2 separate regions of the Pan troglodytes genome follow, and region 2 is linked to region 1. Evidence: chromatin contacts called from public Hi-C data. All regions are on one chromosome and are shown on one strand. Each heading gives the region's core, a stretch centred on a gene start, on an enhancer-like site or on the middle of the called end of the contact. The rest is flanking DNA. Distances are from core to core; before and after follow the strand shown.

Region 1 (4,073 bases), core at 992-3,491:
CCATGTCTCATTTGGCCCCCAGAATGAGGGGCTTATTTCCCTTCTCTGTCACAGGTGTCGCCAGCTTGGCCATTTGAAGTGGGTCATGTTTGTCCTAAACCCAAATCTCTATGCACCAAGCCTTATTCCTCTTCCTCTCAGCGACAGGAGGTCTGCCCCTTTCCAGAGTCCCACCTGCCTAGCACATGAGGGGCTTGCAACTCTGTCTGCTGCCTGCAGTGCCCTGGTGCCCTCCACTTCTTCACACCAGTCCTTAGTAGGAAGGTCTGAAAGTAGTTTTCCTGTGGGCTTAGAGTTATCTGGGGGCGAGGTATCAGTAAGCATCTCCGCAAAGTCTGAATGTGGTCCTGATGCCTAGGATAGGTGAGGGCTCAACATAGAGATGTGCCTTTGTGAGCCTCAGTTGGTTGGGAGGCATGGTGTGGCATGGAGGAGGATGGCTGCAGGCTGGCGGCACTCCCACAGACACATTTGCCCTGGCCTGGCTGTCCGTGTGTCATCAGGGCACACAGTGCATGGCTTTTACATTTAATAAGCCTTTTGCCATTTTAATCATGCTGATGAATCAAGGTACTCCTGTGTATTTCTGTTTACTTAAAACAGATTGTGGGATGTTCTGTTAAAGTCTGTCATAGAGGAAATATGAATTTATTAATTCAAAAATGGTCCCCTCCTCATGCTGAGCTTCAAAAATGGGCCAAATCAGCGGCAGTTCTCAAGTTTGCGTTTCCAGCGGTGCCTGCCCTGCTAGCATTGCAACCACTTGTCAGCATGTTTGTCTCCTCATCTGGAAAATGCCATTTTAGGCTGCATGTCCCCCTTGCCTAGGACAGTACCCAACACAATGTAGGTATTTAGTTACTGTTTCTGGAATGGACTGGACTGCAGCTTGTGCAGGGAGGACTGCCTCACAGCTGCACTTGCCTCAGCTGTACGCTGGGAAGAGTGCCTGACCAGCCCATAACAGACAGCACCTCATCTAGTCTGTCATACATAAGCTAGGTGCTGGGAATACAGTTCTTATTCAGACACAGCTCCTGCCTGTAGAGAGTTCACAGCAGAGTCGGGGGTGACAGCCCATAAACAACCAACCAGAGTTCATCTTGAGAAGCAGTGGACAAAAGAAGTTCAGGAAGAGGGCCTCAGGGACACTGAGGAGGGAGTGGGGTGATGCTGTCATCTGGAGACAACGGTACTAGAGGTTCGTTTGGTGACAGAATGGCATAGGACCTCAGAGCTGACTTCCATAGCTCAGCGCTTCCTTTCTCTGATTGGCTTTTTCTGCAATTTTTCCTGCAGGGCCTGTGCCAGCAGTGAGACAGAGAGTGAAGCGGGAGACATTATGGACCAGCAATTTGAAGAGATGAACAACAAACTCAACTCAGTCACTGACCCCACTGGCTTTCTGCGGATGGTTCGCCGCAATAACCTCTTTAACAGGTGAGCGTGGGGCACTTTCCCCAGGCCCAGTGCAGGGCAGGGTGCTCTGAGCACAGATAATGTGCTTTCAGTGGATGCTCCTTCCAGCTGGTTAGACTTCTGGCTCATGTCATGCATTTGCAGCAGCAAGCATGATGCTTCCACAGCCCCATGCCCGTCAGGGCCTCTGCTTCACAGCAGCATCTCCAGCTCAAGCGAGAAAACAGTGACAGGCTTGACGTGACAATCCTCATTTGGCTGGGATAGGAGTCCTAGGGGACAGTTGGCTGCTTCTTCACATAGCCTCAGAGCTGACTTTCCAAACATCAGGCAGAAGCCAGAGCAACTTCACATACTTCTTTGCTAGCTTCTGCAGGTAACTCCTGGGCCAGGTACCTGCACTGACTTCCTGGCCTGAGATTCGGGGAGGTCAGGGAGAGTGAGAATGCTAGTGCTGTTGGAGGGAGAAACTGGGCCTAGGAATGCACTCATCCAGACCCAGGCTCACCCGTCTGTGCCAAGACCTCAGTTCCCTGTCACTTGACCAAATAGGCCTTAATGGCTTTAAGATGAATCGAGTTTGAAATTTCCAAGCCAGCACACCCCTTCATCTTTTTCTAAGGAGTGATACCCGAGCTGGGTCCGGATAAACAGGGCAGGCGGTTGGGGTTGAGGGACACCTGTCCCACTGTTGTTTGGTTGCCTGGCAACAACCTAGGGGTACATTTTGATAGACCTCTTTGGAAAGATATCACAGACTCCCTAGGTCCCTGCCACAGCCTGAAGGCCTGCCTTTAAAGGGCAGCTGGTTGACCCTAGAACACAGGCAGGAAGTGACTGTGCACTGGGTGGGAGGCAGCCTCTGCTTGGCAGCCCTGCTGTGCAGGGCATTGTGCGCCCTGTCTGTTCCTACTCCAGGCCCTGGTTTCCTCTCATTATTGTGCTGTCAGGGTGACAAATGTGTGTTGACTTTCCCAGGGCTGAGTTGAGTGGGAAGGGAGCCAAGGGCAGGGGATGTAGGAGCTGGCAGCCTGGTTGTAAGGAGGCCAAAACTTCAAGCTAGTTCACCCTTAGTTCCTTCTTCCCAGCCACCTTCACAGGTGTCCCTCATGGCTTTTGGTTTCATGTAGGGATGCAGCCAGGTTTGCGGAGGCCTGGGATTGGGCCTGGACACATGTTCTTGCTCTGCCAACTTCTCAGCCAGTGAAGGCAGGTGACACTTACCTCCGCCAGGTGATGCAAACTGTGGTGATAAACTAGAGTGTGAAGAGCTCAGAGTGCAGCCTCTGGCCTTGCCACTCACGAGCTGTAGGACACTAGGGAGGCAGTTTCACCTCTGTCAGCCTCAGTCTCGTCATCTGTGAAATGGGGATGGCTTCTTACCCTGCAGGGTTCCTGTAATGTGGGAATAAAGGAGCCAATGTATAAATAACACACTGACCGGCTTAATGTGTGGAAGGCACTGAACAACTGGTGGGTTTCTGTTGTTTGGAGTAAAGTGGGAAGAATAGTGCTAAACTTAAATTCTTAACGTGGGTGGAGAAACTTTGGAAGGGATGAGACGTCTGTGTGCCTATGCAGCAGCTGTTGGCCATCTTGGGTTGTAGCCTCCCCATCCTTCTTCCCTTCCTACCTCAAGTCCTTCACAGGAGAGAGCTGCCAAAGCAGACAGTCAGGCATCCATGGTGACCTGGTTGCAGGCACTCCAGCAGTCAGGAACCAGTTCCCCCAGGACCTCAGCACTATGGAAGAAAAGGGTCAAGCCAGGTATATCTAGGGCCCTAGCTTATCAACCCTAGGCTTGGGGTGCTGTGCACTTTGAATGGTGGAGTGCTCATTTTGGAAAGATGGTTTCTGTCCTTCTGAGCAGCCCTGCAATAGCTCCAGTGAGTACAATGCTGTAGATTAATTTGTTGGTTCGCTTATACAACACAATCTCCGCCCCCAGCCAGGCTGAGTATTGTGCCCAGCCCTGGGGACTAGTGGGGAGCAGCAAGGCCCACAGCCCCGGAGCTTGCACCCAGCTCCCTTGGCAAGGTCTGACCCAATCCAGTCCCACCCTCAGAAAAGCAAAGGAATTGAAGGGGTCTCTGCAGACTCTTCCAACCCCGACCCTTTGGATGAGGGAAATAGCCGGCATTCTTCTCGCTTCAATGTGGTAAGCCCTTAAGGCCCAGGAAAGTTTGCAACACTGTGTGTTCTCTGGCGCCTCTCTCAGAAGCCAGGAAGGGGGGTTCTGGCCTTCATCCACAAGAGAGTGGAGCTACAGCTGAGGGAACCACGGAGGCAAAGGTATCCTTGCTAGAACAGTGCAAGCTTCCCTGGCAAACTTTCAGTGCAGCCTCACGTCTTATAGCTGAGCACACATAGGCCAGAGAGGAGGGAGATCTGCCCGTGAACAGGTGCCAAAACATGCCTCGCAGCTTCCCTGCCAGCCTGTCCCTGCCCTACTGTGGGGTCCCAGGCCTCCCTCTCTGTCCCATGTATGGCCAGGGATCTGGGCTAAGAGTGCACTGGCTTGTGACTGAACAGAGCGGCTAGAAGTAGCTTTTCTGCAGATTGCTGATAGTGGCTAGTGTTTGCAGAGTGCTCGTAGCCTGGAGCCAACAGAGGTGATATGGAAGCAACCATGTGTGTAGGGCCTTGTGTACTGG
Region 2 (4,752 bases), core at 1,968-4,467, 560 kb before region 1:
TGATCTTTCTTACTACTTTCTTTCTTTTTTTTTTTTTTTGAGACGGAGTCTCGCTCAGTTGCCCAGGCTGGAATGTAGTGGTGCAATCTTGGCTCCCTGCAAGCTCTGCCTCCCAGGTTCACGCTATTCTCCTGCCTCAGCCTCCCGAGTAGCTGGGACTATAGGCGCCTGCCACCACGCCCAGCTAATTTTTTGTATTTTTAGTAGAGAGGGGGTTTCACCATGTTAGCCAGGATGGTCTCAATCTCCTGACCTCATGATTTGACCGCCTTGGCCTCCCAAAGTGCTGGGATTACAGGCATGAGCCACCGCACCCGGCTTCTTCTTTTTTTTTTTTTTAATTGTACCTTAAGTTCAGGGATACATGTGCAGAACTTGCAGGTTTGTTACATAGGTATACATGGGGCATGGTGGTTTGCTGAACCCATCAATCCATCATCTACATTAGGTATTTCTCCTAATGCTATCCTTCCCCTTGCCCATCTTTCTACAGATTCTTTATTGTTTTAATCCTGAGTTTCTCTCTTCAGTTCTTTATTGACCTTTAAGACAATGAATTTTGGCATGAAAAAGACCCTAGTTTGAAATCCCAGCTCCACCACGGTGTCCTTGGACAAATCAACTAGCCCCTCTGAGGCTTAATTTCTATAAAATGTAGATAAGGCTTACTACAGGTTTGTTTTGAGGATCATGTAAAGCAGGAGTCCCCAACCCCTGGGCCACGGACTGATACTGGTCCGTGTCCTGTTAGGAACTAGGCCACACAGCAGGAGGTGAGCGGTGGGCGAAGCTTCATCTGCATTTACAGCCGCTCTCTATCGCTTGCATTACTGCCTGAGCTCTGCCTCCTGTCAGATCAGCAGTGGCATTAGATTTGCATAGGAGCCTTAGCCCTATCGTGAACTGCGCATGCACGGAATCCAGGTTGCGTGCTCCCTATGATAATTTAATCCCTGATGATCTGTCACTGTCTCCCATCACCCCCAGATGGGACCGTCTAGCTGCAGGAAAACAAGTTCAGGGCTCCCACTGATTCTACATTATGGTGAGTTGTATAATTATTTAATTATATATTACAACTTAATAATAATAGAAATAAAGTGCACAGTAAATGTTCATGTTCTTGAATCATCCCGAAACCATCTCCCCAGCCCCAGGTCCACTGAAAAATTGTCTTTCACAAAACTAGTCTCTGGTGCCAAAAAGGTTGGGGACTACTGATAAAAAGTTAAATAGAGTAATTAATTTAAGGGCCTGGTCCTTATTTCAAATTCTCTCACAGGATAGTTTCCCCACTTCCTTTCTTTCTTTCTTCAGAGCCAGACTTCTTAAAAGAATAGTCTATATTTGTAGTCACTACTGGAAGTCTAGGTTTCTACCTCCACTATTCTATAACTTCTCAGTCCAAGTTTACCATTGATCTCCTAATTGTCAGATCTGATGAGCACTTTTCAGAACTTCATCATTTATTTTTCTTTCCAACCCTTAAAATCATTCTCTTGTAAAGCAGACAGAGAAAGCTTTCTAAATGTAAACAGGTTTCTAAAATATAAGTCCAACTTTTTAGTAACTCTCCATCACCTGCAAAATGAAGTAAATAATTTCTGGTAGGAATAAAAGGACTCAATCTAAATTTGTGTTGTCCGGTATGGTAGGTGCTAGATATATGTGGCTATTTAAATTTAAACTTGTTAATTACAATAAAATACAATATTAAAAACAGTCTCTTAGTTACACTAGCTACACTTCCAACATTCAATAGCCACATGTGACTAATGGCTACTTTATTAGTCAGCTTAGATATAGAATCTTCCCATTACTACATGAAGTTCTATTGGACATGGCTGATATGGATCCAAGATATCAAAAAATGAGAGAGACAGGCTAGAATTACACCAGATTTAGCTAGGTTGGACAAAGGAAGTAAAGGTGGTGATGCTACAGAGATCCTATTGTTAACCTGCAAGAGTCCAGGTTCCTAGGGAGAAGCCTGTCTTGAAATGAATATTTTGAATGAGCAGTAGGAGCAATGGTGGTATCAGGAGATACGAGAGCTACTTTTGTCATTATGTTGGAATAATGAGGAAGAAAAGGAATTATGTTGAAATAAAGAAATGGAATACTGCTGGAATTTTGTTTCTTGCATCAGGCTATTTCAGAAGAAAAAAACATGGTCTTCATTTGAGAAAAGAATGTGCCTGTAGTTCCAGCTACCTGAGACGCTGAGGTAGGAGGATCGCTTGAGCCCAGGAGTTTCAGGCTGCAGTCAGCTGTCTATGATTGTGCCAAAAACAAAAACAAAAACAAAACAAAATAAAAAAACGGAGAAAGAGAGAAAATAATACATGATTGAGATAATTAGAATATATTTATAAGAATAACTAGTTTTTGGGGATTTTAACCTTGTGGTAAATAATACCTCAGACCTGGTATTGACCCATCTGCTTTTTTGGGTTTAAAAGAATTTTGCATGTATAAATGTTTTTGCCAAGTTGAAAGAGATATTTTTATTCTTATATTCTGTAAATAGTCATCTCCAGTCTTCAGATTTATTTTCTGCTCAGCTTATAGTCAAGAATTTTGTTAACTGTTTTACTCCTATCTGTGTAAGTTATTAATGCTGTGATTTTTTTAAAGCTCCTGGATATTAATGTTTTAAGTTCCTGAACTTCTGCAAGATGGTCCATATTGAAAGAAGCAGCTGTAAAATGCAGATGCTGACAAGCAGAAAAACAAAGAGATTTTCACAAGGAATTATGGGTATTTAATGTAACTCTTTAGTTCACAGTTCCATAAAACTGTGTTGTTTTCTTAGTACTACATTCTGTCTTAACCTTCTGTTGTATTGCACAGCTGATTTTAAGGAAGAATGAATTGTTAGTCATTTGCTTTTTATCCGGCATTTTAACTTTCAGTCCTCAGCAGGAATTCTACTGTCCCAGTGCAATTTATTTTATTTAAAGCAATATTGTACACATTTATAACTTTTACTTAATTCTTGAAGAAAAAATTTCAATTTCTATTTATCCTGCTTATGAAAATGAAAATGAATCACAAATTATAAGTGACATCAATCTTTTTTATGATGTCCTCATTTTAAAAAAAAATGATTTTATAAAATGAGAAAAATACTGAAATGCTGTAGAGGAAGAAAGGGAGAAGAGGTGGTTGCATTGCGGGGGTGGGTAGAGAGGCAGGCATTGAGATCGCTAGGCAACAGGCTGTGAGAAATGCAGCATTTCTCATTTGTGTCGTCATGTAACTATGGAAGAACCACCATCTAGCCTAACCTGGTATTTCTTTTTAATCAAGTCCAGCTGTTGATCATGTGAACACACTCTTTCCTCTGGGTATTAAGGGTGTGTTTCTTCCTTTCCTATGGTATCTTAAATGGCTACTGACATATCACCTGGAATGTACCCATGTGCTGTAGGAACCCCCATTATACTGATCATTTCTCATTATGAATCACAAGTAAAATGTTTACCCCAAGTTGCATATAAAAACTTTAAAACAAAGAATGTGACTTGACCACATAAGTATTTTTTTTTTTTTTTAATGAATAGAGTTCTTGTTTTTAATTTGATGAGCAGGGAACTTTCCAACTCTAACCCTTCTTTACAGTCTGTCTTTAATTTGCAAAAAAGATGCATTCCAATTTTTCAGACATAAAACTGTTTAATGGATTTTTTTGAGATTCGTTAGTTTTCTAGTCATGTTAGGTTACCCTGAAATTTAGCATATATCATTTCATGGATTTCAATCTCCTTTTCTCATTTTAATGTTTATATTTACTATTTTGATATTAAAAAATAATTAGGTGGTGTCTTTAGTCCTCCTTAAGTAATACACAGTTGCAGCTGTTAGACTGTTTTTATACAGTACTGTTACCAGCCATGTCTTCCTTGAAAGAAATATGAATTTTCAACATCTTGGATTATTTAGTTCATTTTACTTATCCTCTGTGAGACATAATCTATGTGTAATTTTAAAGTTGTTCTGTTTAAGCTCTACTATGTCTTCTTGGTGGCACTAAGAAATAAATATTTTTGCTTCTGCGTTTTGGGATCTTCTTCTCCCTATCACCCCTTAATGCTGTAGCAATATTTAAGGCATTCTGAGTTCCAGCACTAGACAGAGCTTGGTCAGTTAATCATCCCAATATATTCTGGTAAGATAAATTTGAAAACATGTATAGTAATCGTCTATTATTATCTAAGAAAAATGTTTGATAATTATAGGTATGAATTTTTGCTTTATAGGTCATAAAATTATTATAGTAATGTTGCTTTTTTTCAAAAAAGGAAACCACTTAATAATATTTTGAGATAAAACATTGTGCTTGCCAAAGTGTTCCAAATAATATACTCTTTCAAAAGTCTATAAAGTCCTTAACTTTAAGGCCTTGTATTAGATATTTGATATACCACATATATCCATGTATCGTTTACAAGCTTACAGATATATGATTTATTTGTAAGATTATGCCAACTAACATAGATACATATGAAAAAAGCCATATTACAAAAGGAAGAAATGTTCTTTTGTTTGTTCGTTTGTAGAGATGGGGTCTCACCAGCCTAGGCTGGTCTTGAACTCCTGGGCTCAAGCAATCTTCCCATCTTGGCCTCCCAAAGAGGGAAGAAATATTCTTGCAATGATATCTGTAGATAAAAATTGTTGAATTCTATTTATTAGTGGAATCATGCTCCTAACTTGATTGAAATTTCAAATTGTATGTATGTGTTTGAC

Evidence for each region. Hi-C and Micro-C count contacts between places; a contact is called where the count stands out from the background.
Region 2: a contact with region 1 is called in a Hi-C map of stem cell-derived neural progenitor cells, with 2.9 times the contacts expected there. The contact joins two enhancer-like sites. A contact is called at or near these places in 2 of 7 Hi-C or Micro-C datasets (induced pluripotent stem cells and stem cell-derived neural progenitor cells).

Annotation. Positions count from the first base shown.
Region 1 is chr23:30,183,034-30,187,106 of NHGRI_mPanTro3-v2.0_pri, reverse strand. TTC28 (tetratricopeptide repeat domain 28) reads left to right here. Exons shown (of 22, transcript XM_009438072.5): 13 at 1,300-1,440. Among named protein-coding and RNA genes, the nearest start is that of PITPNB, 110 kb to the right of the region's middle. Within about 2 kb of position 2,241, at least 3 of the 24 cell types and tissues checked have an H3K27ac peak or open chromatin away from gene starts, as enhancers often do. A contact at or near this core is called in stem cell-derived neural progenitor cells, where this site is marked.
Region 2 is chr23:30,739,581-30,744,332 of NHGRI_mPanTro3-v2.0_pri, reverse strand. All of the region lies in intron 2 of TTC28 (tetratricopeptide repeat domain 28), which reads left to right. Among named protein-coding and RNA genes, the nearest start is that of TTC28, 92 kb to the left of the region's middle. Within about 2 kb of position 3,217, at least 2 of the 24 cell types and tissues checked have an H3K27ac peak or open chromatin away from gene starts, as enhancers often do. A contact at or near this core is called in stem cell-derived neural progenitor cells, where this site is marked.